2 separate regions of the Mus musculus genome follow, and region 1 is linked to region 2. The links are chromatin contacts, called in public promoter capture Hi-C maps. All regions are on one chromosome and are shown on one strand. Each heading gives the region's core, a stretch centred on a gene start, on an enhancer-like site or on the middle of the called end of the contact. The rest is flanking DNA. Distances are from core to core; before and after follow the strand shown. Region 1 overlaps Ncor1 (nuclear receptor co-repressor 1). Region 2 has its middle 7.7 kb from the start of Ulk2.

The links. Capture Hi-C pulls out chosen DNA fragments and counts their contacts.
Region 1: a contact with region 2 is called in a promoter capture Hi-C map of liver. The contact joins two enhancer-like sites. A contact is called at or near these places in 9 of 39 promoter capture datasets (the 3T3-L1 cell line, the C10 cell line, cranial neural crest and 6 more), 1 of 484 Hi-C or Micro-C datasets (bone marrow-derived macrophages), 8 of 115 datasets of contacts at active chromatin or transcription factors (the NIH/3T3 cell line, astrocytes, bone marrow-derived macrophages and 5 more) and 3 of 9 other capture datasets (adipose tissue, liver and pancreatic islet).

The regions. Positions count from the first base shown.
Region 1 is chr11:62,350,510-62,355,188 of GRCm38.p6, reverse strand. It overlaps Ncor1 (nuclear receptor co-repressor 1), which reads left to right. Exons shown (of 45, transcript NM_001252313.1): 23 at 501-618; 24 at 717-818; 25 at 1,855-1,955; 26 at 3,643-3,811. Among named protein-coding and RNA genes, the nearest start is that of Ttc19, 71 kb to the right of the region's middle. Within about 2 kb of position 3,033, at least 8 of the 459 cell types and tissues checked have an H3K27ac peak or open chromatin away from gene starts, as enhancers often do. A contact at or near this core is called in liver, where this site is marked.
Region 2 is chr11:61,860,296-61,865,313 of GRCm38.p6, reverse strand. It overlaps a transcript of Akap10 not described here. Among named protein-coding and RNA genes, the nearest start is that of Ulk2, 7.7 kb to the right of the region's middle. Within about 2 kb of position 2,958, at least 17 of the 459 cell types and tissues checked have an H3K27ac peak or open chromatin away from gene starts, as enhancers often do. A contact at or near this core is called in liver, where this site is marked.

The DNA of each region.
Region 1 (4,679 bases), core at 1,784-4,283, 490 kb before region 2:
ACCTTCTTCAAGCATGTTGACTTGCTGAGACATTAGCCACACCTCCAGTACTCTTTGCTGTCTCTGATTTTCATGGAGTCACCAACATTAACTGGGAGGACTTTCCTTGGAGGAGGAATGTTAAGTATATATGTTATTATACAAACAAGCCTCGTGCTCCCCAACCCCCCACCCTCCCCAGCCTTCACCTCTGGTGGAGGCTCACACCTCCTGGTCCTGTCCCAAGTACAGGAACCATGTCATTCTGTCCCTAACAAGGCCATGCCAGACTTGGCTAATAAATAATCTATATGTAATATGTGATATTGTTAGTATACATATTTTACTCCTTTAGTTTTTCTAACTTAATAATCTATGCTGAAATTTCCCTTTTGTTCAATTACTTTTTAAAGTTGTGAGTGGCAGAGATATAGATTTTTATAGATGGAACGTGAAGATTGACTTTACTCTCAGGAGAGACAATGCTTAGTCTTTGACTCTTTTATCTTTTTATTTTTTAGGGAACTCCTGGCACTTACTTGTCTTCTCATAATCAGGCTTATCCACAAGAAGCCCCTAAGCCCTCCGTGGGGTCTATCTCTCTGGGATTGCCCCGGCAGCAGGAGTCTACCAAAGCAGGTCAGTGAGTGGCCACAGTTCTATCACGCCTGTTTGTAGCATCATGGTCAGCCACTCAGTGGTTGGTCTTCTCATGGTTCTCTTTCTTTTCCCCATAGCTCCTTTGACCTACATCAAGCAGGAAGAATTTTCTCCGAGAAGCCAAAACTCACAACCTGAGGGTTTATTGGTCAGAGCGCAGCATGAAGGTGTGGTCAGAGGTAAAACTGTATCCAGTTTAACAGTTATGTTAAACCTTTGCCCATAGTAAACTTTATAAAGGAACTCATTAAAATTTTTTTGTGGGTACATCCTAAGTTGTGGTAACAGTGATAATTTTACTGGCCTTGGATATGCTGTATGGTCAAGTTTGAACTTGGATTCTCAGTCCTCCTACTTCAGCCTCCAAAGTATACATGAATACAAACAGCTTAGTCATTAATATATTTTAATGACTTATTTCTTCAAGTTACTGACTTTTATGTTTTTGCTTCCATGTAAAGATAGCTATTTTTTAAAAAAGATTTATTTATTTTTATTTATACAAGTACACTGTAGCTGTCTTCAGACACACACCAGAAGAATGCATTGGACCCCATTACAGATGATTGTTAGCCACCATGTAGTGGCTGGGAATTGAACTCAGGACCTCTGGAAGAGCAGTCACTGCTCTTAATCGCTGAGCCAATAACTTTAAAACTTTTGAAATTTGATGGGCATATAGTAATAAATCGAAACCAAAACCAAAAAGCCCCACCAAACTCTGACATTATTTGTCAGCCGTAATTTTTAATAATATATTTATTCTGTTATTTCATATATTTGTATAGTGCATTTTGATCATTTCCCCAACACCAACTCTTTCCCCCTCAACATGCTCCCTCCCACTCTCATGTTCTCAGCCACTGCTCTCTCATTTTTTTGATAGTGCAGTTATTATTGCCTATATATGCATGTGTATTTGTGCCATCTACTGGATTATAGGCAGTCTACACATGTTTCTAGTTCCCTAAAGAGAAATTGCTTCTTTCCCTAAGCAGTTATAAGCTACCAGTAGTTCCTCTGCTAGGGGTAGGACCTTCATCAATCAGTTTGAACAATCCTTTTAAAGATCATTATGATATTATTTGAGCCATGCATTTCATTAGGATAATTTTTGTTATGCTTGCCCCATTCTGCTGTGTGAGAACTTGTATTGTGGAGTAGGGGCTGCTAGGAAGAAGGCAATGATTTAGTGATGGTTTTGTTTTCATTCAGGCACTGCAGGGGCTGTCCAAGAAGGAAGTATAACTCGGGGAACTCCAGCCAGCAAAATCTCAGTGGAGACCATTTCATCGTTGCGGGGCTCTATTACCCAGGTCAGTGCATGGGCCATCATCTCCTGGAGCCTGGAAAGCTGGATTTCTCAGGAGTTTTAGTTATAGCAGTGCTCTTGTTATAGCAGCATGGGTCATTGTTCTTTTATGAGTCCAGCTCTCAGTAATAAACCTCAGATCTCCAGACCTTTTCCTTTCCGGCTGCATTTTAACTCCAAGCCATGGTATCTATACTGTAGTTATTCAAGGTGTTACTACTCACCTGGAAATTGGCAAAAGAAACTTGCAGAAGATATTATAGTCCTTATGGACTTCCTGTAAAAGCTTTTATCATGTGCTTAGATTAAATAGAAATTGAGAAGAAAACAATGAGAAATGCTTCTTTGTGAAAAGGTATATTTGTGATCTCAATGTGTAAGCTGCTGTGTTCAAATTCATTGAGTACATCAGAGACTAAACAGAATCCTAATTTTGATTAATTTCTTTTTCTAGCTAGATATTAATTTTAACTTGAAATGTTAAAACACCTCCTTTTTAAAATTTTTACATGAATGAGAAAAGTAGTGAAGTTCATATAGTCTGCCTTTTATAAACACGGATACAGTTTTTGTATATTGTTACTAGCCTATTGTTGTGGTGTATCCTTGTTACCTAAGGTATTGTTACCAGCGGTGTGGACACCCACGACCCTGAGCACCAGCATCCCTTGAGAAGTTGCTGGTCATAAATGCTTAAGCCTTGTGCTAGAGTTGCTGGGTATGAGCTCCAGCAGCCTGGGCTTTCCTGAGCCTTTGGTTGATTCTGCTCAGGACATTGTGATTCAGAGTCACCCTGTTAAGACAATTTCCAGTGTCGTAGTTGTTATGGCTTATGCTGATTTAGAGCATGACGTAGAAACTCCCTGTCTCTCGTTACATATTCAGTCAAAGTAAGTTAACCCTTAAATGTACACAGAGAATATAAGTGGGCCTCTATGCTGTCTTCACTTCCTTCTTAACTTTCCAGCATCCAACGTTTTGTTTGTTAGGTAAATAGTTTTAACTGGGTCAAATGACACTCTGTTGTATCTATTTTAAGATTTGCTCATTGGGACAGAGTGCATGTTGAGGATTTCCTGATGTTTCTGCTGAACTTTGTTCATGACTGGGTATGCTGGACGCATTGCTCCTGTCTTTCACTCACCCCCTTTAAACATCTGTTTCAGAGCGTATTGCCTCAAGTTCAAAGTAGTAGAGATCCTACACAGAGGAGTGGGGTAGATCTGGTCTTCATTTTCTTTACAGCCCAATCTACCCACTTATACAGCGTCCTATACAATAGACAGGAAACAGTTTCCCTAAAAGGAAGGGCATAAAGACCTACTGTCAGTCTAGTGGAGGACTAATGATGGTAAGACTCAGGTGATGTTTCCTGACTGAATATCTCACTAAACAAGGCATCTGAGCCTCTCCTCTTATTGATGACCAAAGCCCAAGCACCAGCCATAGGTTTGGGGGGGACAAAGCTGTTTTACCTCATATGCTATGATCATCTGAGTTCTCTGTGATAGTAGAGTTGAAGGAGCGAGATCGGGGGTTTCTTTATGTCTACAGGGGTGAGATGTTTTGTTTCCTCTGTGCACTTTGTTTTTTTGAAGACTGACCTGACTCTCAGTTTCTTTATTCTTCATGGCTGTGCTGCTTCTCAGCATTAGTGACTCTTGGATGCTTGTGGGGTTTTTTGATGACAGGGGACCCCAGCTCTGCCCCAGGCTGGAATACCAACAGAGGCTTTGGTGAAGGGACCTGTCTCCAGGATGCCTATTGAAGAAAGCAGTCCTGAGAAGGTCAGAGAGGAAGCTGCATCCAAGGGCCATGTTATCTATGAAGGCAAAAGTGGACATATCTTATCATATGATAGTAAGTATTGTTTATTCATTGATGCCAATCTTAGAACGTGAGACTGAAAAACAGGCTCTGATTTTACGTTCTTACTATAGGTAAGTCAGTTTATTTTTTGCAGTCCTGTTTTCTCCTTGCGAAAGGGGATATTTTGTAAAAAAAAAAAATCAATTAAGACTGTCAGTTAAGAGTTGTAAGAGTGTGCAGAGCACAGGGGAAGTATATTGTAATTAACAGCTGACATTGTCAGTGACTAGTCATTCCTTAACCTAGAAAAAGAATCTTCATTTAACTTAAATGGAATAGCTTTTATTTTAATAGGGGTCATATTTTTTTAAGGTTAAGAACTAAGGAACAGATAATCTGATAATCAAGATGAGAATGTTAGACTAAACTCCCCTTAATAAAAATGTATCTGTGCCTGTTTTTCCCTCTATCAAATCTAGCCATCCGTCTTTTCCTTCGAGTATATTTTCTAAGAATGACTAATATATGCTGTAATCATCAGGCACAGGGCTGAGTTTGAGTTTTCTGACTACAACCGTGAAATAGTTATTAGCGATATCTTCTCTTTGTCTCTAATACAAAGAGATGAACAGAATACCTGATGTTGTGTAATCTACACTAATCTTATTTCTTACTTTAACACTTCTAGCGTAGATGAGCATTGTACTTTGGGGAGAGGGAAAGAAGCTAGAAATCTAGGTATCTTTCTTTTTCTCTATCTCTCTTTTTTCATCTCCAGCATATTACAAAATCATTTAGATTGTTTCCTAAAGTCTCTGCAATCAATCCCTTATTCTGCCTGCAGCCATTACCTTTGGTCTGGACACCTTAGGGTGCTGACTTCCCTGGAGTAGTCACCATGCTTCCTGCTTTACCTTTG
Region 2 (5,018 bases), core at 1,709-4,208:
ACTTAATGTGAGAATGGGGAAAAGCAATATTTTGTATTATTGTAATATATATATATATTGTTATTTTAAAATAAGCATGTATAATTAAATAAATTAGATATTATAAATAGACATCTGGCTATTTGATTTCTATTTCTGGAAGTTTAAGTATTCACAATTGATACTTATTTTTACTTTTAAAAGTTTTCCCAAACTGACCAAAGATCTTATTTAAGTTGTAGCATTCATTTTTATTATTATTTATTTATTTATTATTATTATAACACTAGGTGACTAGTCTGAGGTGTGGTGGCACATGCCTTGAATCTCAGCACTTAGGAGGCAGAGGCATGTAGATCTCTATGAGTTTGAGGCCAGCCTGGTCTACATAGTGAGTTCCAGAATAGGCCAGAACTACATAGTGAGACCCTGACTTGGAAACAAGCAAGCAGACCAACAAAGCAACAAAATACTAGATAAGCTAATAGATAACATAAGGAAAGATGTGAGAAACTTAATATTTTAGCATTCAGATTTCAGAGATAGAGATCATTCTGGATTGTGCCTTCTTTGTGTTTTTTTTTTTAATGAGCTCTAGAATAAGCTTAACTATCAATGTGTAAAATCTGATGTTACAGTTATAATGTATGCACCTAGCTTATTATTTAATGTGTATCTTACATGTATTCTGTTATTGTTATGGTATATTTTGCTAGGCTGATTACAGGTGTTGGTGGAATCACTCAGATGTATAAACAAGAAGGAACAGTAAAAGGAAAATGTTCTTTTTCTCAAAGCACTAACCACACAGGTTTACTTAATTAGCTTACTTGATTGTGATACTGATAACTACCTGTACAGCTCTAAGGCCACATTCTTCATAAAAAAAAAAAATTCAGTTACAGGCTGTGTATTATTTTTCAAGAACATAAGGATTGGGTTGAATTTATATATATTTTTTTTTATTTAAAATTTTTTTGTTTTTGTTTTTCAAGACAGGGGTTTCCTGTGTAGCCCTGGCTGTCCTGGAACTCACTCTGTAGACCAGGCTGGCCTCGAACTCAGAAATCTGCCTGCCTCTGCCTCCCAAGTCCTGGGATTAAAGGCGTGTGCCACCACTGCTCAGCTTTATTTAAAATTTTAATTAGCATACACAGCATTAGGTTTGATTATAGCTTTTTTAAACAAAATTTCTGTTGGTTTTCTTTCCCTTAACCCCCATTCCTTTTCTTCTACACACACACTTTTAGTATTTAAAGGCTAGTTCTCATTTTGGCTCCTAGGCTGGCGTTGCATGCCATAAACCTAAGCAATCCTCTTGCCTTTCTTAAATCTTTAGCAGGTGTGAATACAGGAGGTACGCACTATAACTCTAACTCAAAGGTGTGAATACAGGAGGTGCGCACTATAACTCTCTAACTCAAAGGTGTGAATACAGGAGGTGCGCACTATAACTCTCTAACTCAAAGGTGTGAATACAGGAGGTGCGCACTATAACTCTCTAACTCAAAGGTGTGAATACAGGAGGTACGCACTATAACTCTCTAACTCAAAGGTGTGGATACAGGAGGTGCGCACTATAACTCTCTAACTCAAAGGTGTGAATACAGGAGGTGCGCACTATAACTCTAACTCAAAGGTGTGAATACAGGAGGTGCGCACTATAACTCTAACTCAAAGGTGTGAATACAGGAGGTACGCACTATAACTCTCTAACTCAAAGGGGTTCTTTTTTTTGGGGGGGGGGGTTGGAAAAAGTCCAAATTCCTTATTAGTATTGAAGACAGACCTTAAACTAGGTATCTTTTCTAATTCTCATGGCTACTGCCCTTGCACAAAGTCATGTTTACACTTGGGAAGGTTCCCATCGCTGCATGTGGTGGTGCTCACCCGTAACCCCAGCACTCAGTAGGCACAAGGTGATTAAAGGTTTGAGGCCACCCTGGGCTACATACTTGTGCAAAAAAGGAAACACGGATGTTGAGGCTGTCCTGCTGCTGCCTCCAAAGTGCTGAAATGACAGGTGCCAGCAGGCCCATCTAGGTAGGATACAACAAAACCACTAAGTCTGTCCATTCAGGGGGCTTACTCTATTTCAGAAGCATAAGTGGGAGAAGGGTTACAGTAGATGGTACACGTGATCTTAACCCAGACATCAAGAAGTGGTAGAATGAAATAAATGTATGTAAGCTAGTTTAAGGACAAAGCTAAGTCTGGGCTGAGAGATGAGAAGTATAAGAGGGAGGACTTGATTTTAGAACTGGTGACCAGGGCTAGCATGCTAACAGGGTGGCACGAACCTTGGAAGAAGCAGATTCTGCTCACCCCAACATCTCAGGTCAAAGGAATGGTTCATGCAGAGGCCTCAGACAGAACTGTGCTTGGAGGCACCACCGAGAAAATGGGCCAGATCCTGTAGGGTCTCTCAGCTTTGACCTCTCCCCTGGGTGAAACGAGAGTGCTTTGGGGGGAGGAGCGTGTAAGCAACAACAAATCTCAGTTACTTGGGGGGAGGGTGTCTTCTAAAAAAACAGTTTTAGGTTCAAAACAAATCTAAGCAGAAAATACATAAAATTGGAGCTGGAGGGAAGATCGATCAGTGGTTAGAGCACTGAGTAGCCTATGCAATGCTCTAGGGCTGCCCAGCACTGGGAAGACTAGAGAGAATTCCTGTGTTGTCCCTGCCCTGGCAGCCTTCTTAAGTCTGAATCTACCACCCACCCCTGCCACCTCCAGACACACACACACACACACACACACACACACAGAATATGCTACATTGGTTGCGCCTCATGAACATACTTGCACACCTACTCACCAGCTTCATAGTCAGGATTGTAGCAAAGGCCAGTTACAAGAACTGCCCCCCTTGTTTGCTGAAGTGATTTTTTTTTTCCTACAAATAGATAACTAGGTTTTCCAAACACGTCTTCTGGTTTATCTTTTAAACAGTTGAATGTTCACTCATGAATCGATAAATTGGACCTCTGGATCATGCCTGTGTGTCACAGTCTCTGTGTCCTGCTGTGACTTGCTCTTATCAGAAAAGAATGGAACCAACTTCTGGTGGTACCTCAATCCTGTGTTTGCAGGATGCTTTACACGGAGTTCAAGTTGGCTCCTCTGTTTCTTTGTCTTTTGTGATGGGACCCAGGGCCTTGCACAGCTGGCCAGCCGTTCTGCCACAGAACTACACTCTAGCCCCTCCCCACTTCAGCACTGGATGACCCACTTGGTTTCTGTGCTTGTTGCCAGTAGGCTTTCCTGTTTCCTTCATGGGAGGCTGGGCACACCTGTGCTTCCTCTTGGAGAGGTAGGATGTCTGCGGTGCACTGTGTTTCTGACCTCTATCAAGAAACACGGGACAGAAGAGACTGCTTTGCAATCTGTGGTGAAGATGGAACACTTAACTTCCTCTTGAGTTAGACAAAGACACTGAATCTGCAGTTCTTCTTAGAGTGGGGGGAATAGGGAAATGTTTCTTCATGTTGCCAGTTACACAACTATAAATAAATCCTGATTAGCTACTAGGACTGCACTAAGAGAAATGATTTTAGAATAAGAAAATAAGATTACGGCCAGGCTTGGCGACATATACATTTGATCCCAAAACTCAGGAGGCAGAGAGGCAAGGGGATCTCTAAATCTAAGGCCAACATGGTCTACCAGAGCCAAGGATATATAGTGAGACCTGCCTTCACACACATGGGAGACCGGGGGGTGGGGGTGGGGGAGCACAAAACAACAACATGAGTTTGAGAACAGTCTAGGTTGCATAGGAGGGAGACCTGGTCCCCGGGTTGGGAGGACCTACGTAATAAATAAAAGCAAAAGAAATGTAGAGGAAGTCTGAATACCCTACTTTCAGCTGTCCTTGCCATTAGAAATGATATTCCGGGGACTGGAGAGGTGGCTCAGCAGTTAGGAGCAATGCCTGCTCTTCCAGAGGACCCAGGTTGAATTCGTAGCACCCAGGAAGTGGCAGCCCTAGTTCTAAGGAATCTGACGCCTTCAAACAATACATTTACACGCAGGCAAAACACCGATGCCTGTGAAAGAGCTTTGAAAGAAATGCTCTTCTGTGAAAGTAGAGGGCATGTGGCAGCCAAGAGCCATGCTTTGTCATGAGGAAGTGCTATATATGGATTTCCCCTTTTGTCAACATGTTAAAAACAAACAAACAAACAAACAAAAAACTTGGGGCTGGAGAGATGGCTCAGTGGTTAAGAATACTGGCTGCTCTTCCCAAAGGACCTGGTTTCAATTCCCAGTACCCACATGGCAGCTCACAATTGTCTGTAACTTCATTTCCAGGAGATCTGACACCCTCACACGGGTATGAATGTAGGCAAAACACCAATGCACATAAAACCATATACTTGAGGGTTAAGATTTCTCCCAATTTAGTGATTGTTGTTGCTACACAAAGGAAACTTAGGGAAAACTGGAGCTGGTGATTTCTTCTGGTTTGGTTTGGTCCAGGTTCCTGCCAAGGGGCCAGGAAGTTCACCAGTCACTTCTTTTACACCCTTGTCTCAGATATAGACACAATTTTTTAAAAAGGCAGTTTATTTGTCTATACTGCTATGAAAATATATTTGACTTTACTGAACCCCTGGTATTATCTTGGGGCCTTTAGGACTCCTCAAAATCCACAAATTGAAAAACACTGTACTAGCCAAGTGTGGCAGTGATTATATTTAAGAGAAAGTGAAGGTTGAATTGTTCTATCAGCTTACTAATCTGTGTGTGAACACACACCAATGTGTAAGTCTGTATTGTATGTAATATATATATATACATATATGTATATATATATATATATAAACACACACATACATACATTATATGGTGTGTGTGGTACATGTTTGTATATATGCTGTGTATGTGTTTAGTATGTATAGTGTGCATATGTGTGTATACATGTGGTATATATGTGTATATGTGCATGTGTATGTATATGTGGTATGTAGGGTATATATGTATATATGTGTGTGCAGGTGGTATGTGTGTATATGTGTAGTGTGTATATATATGTG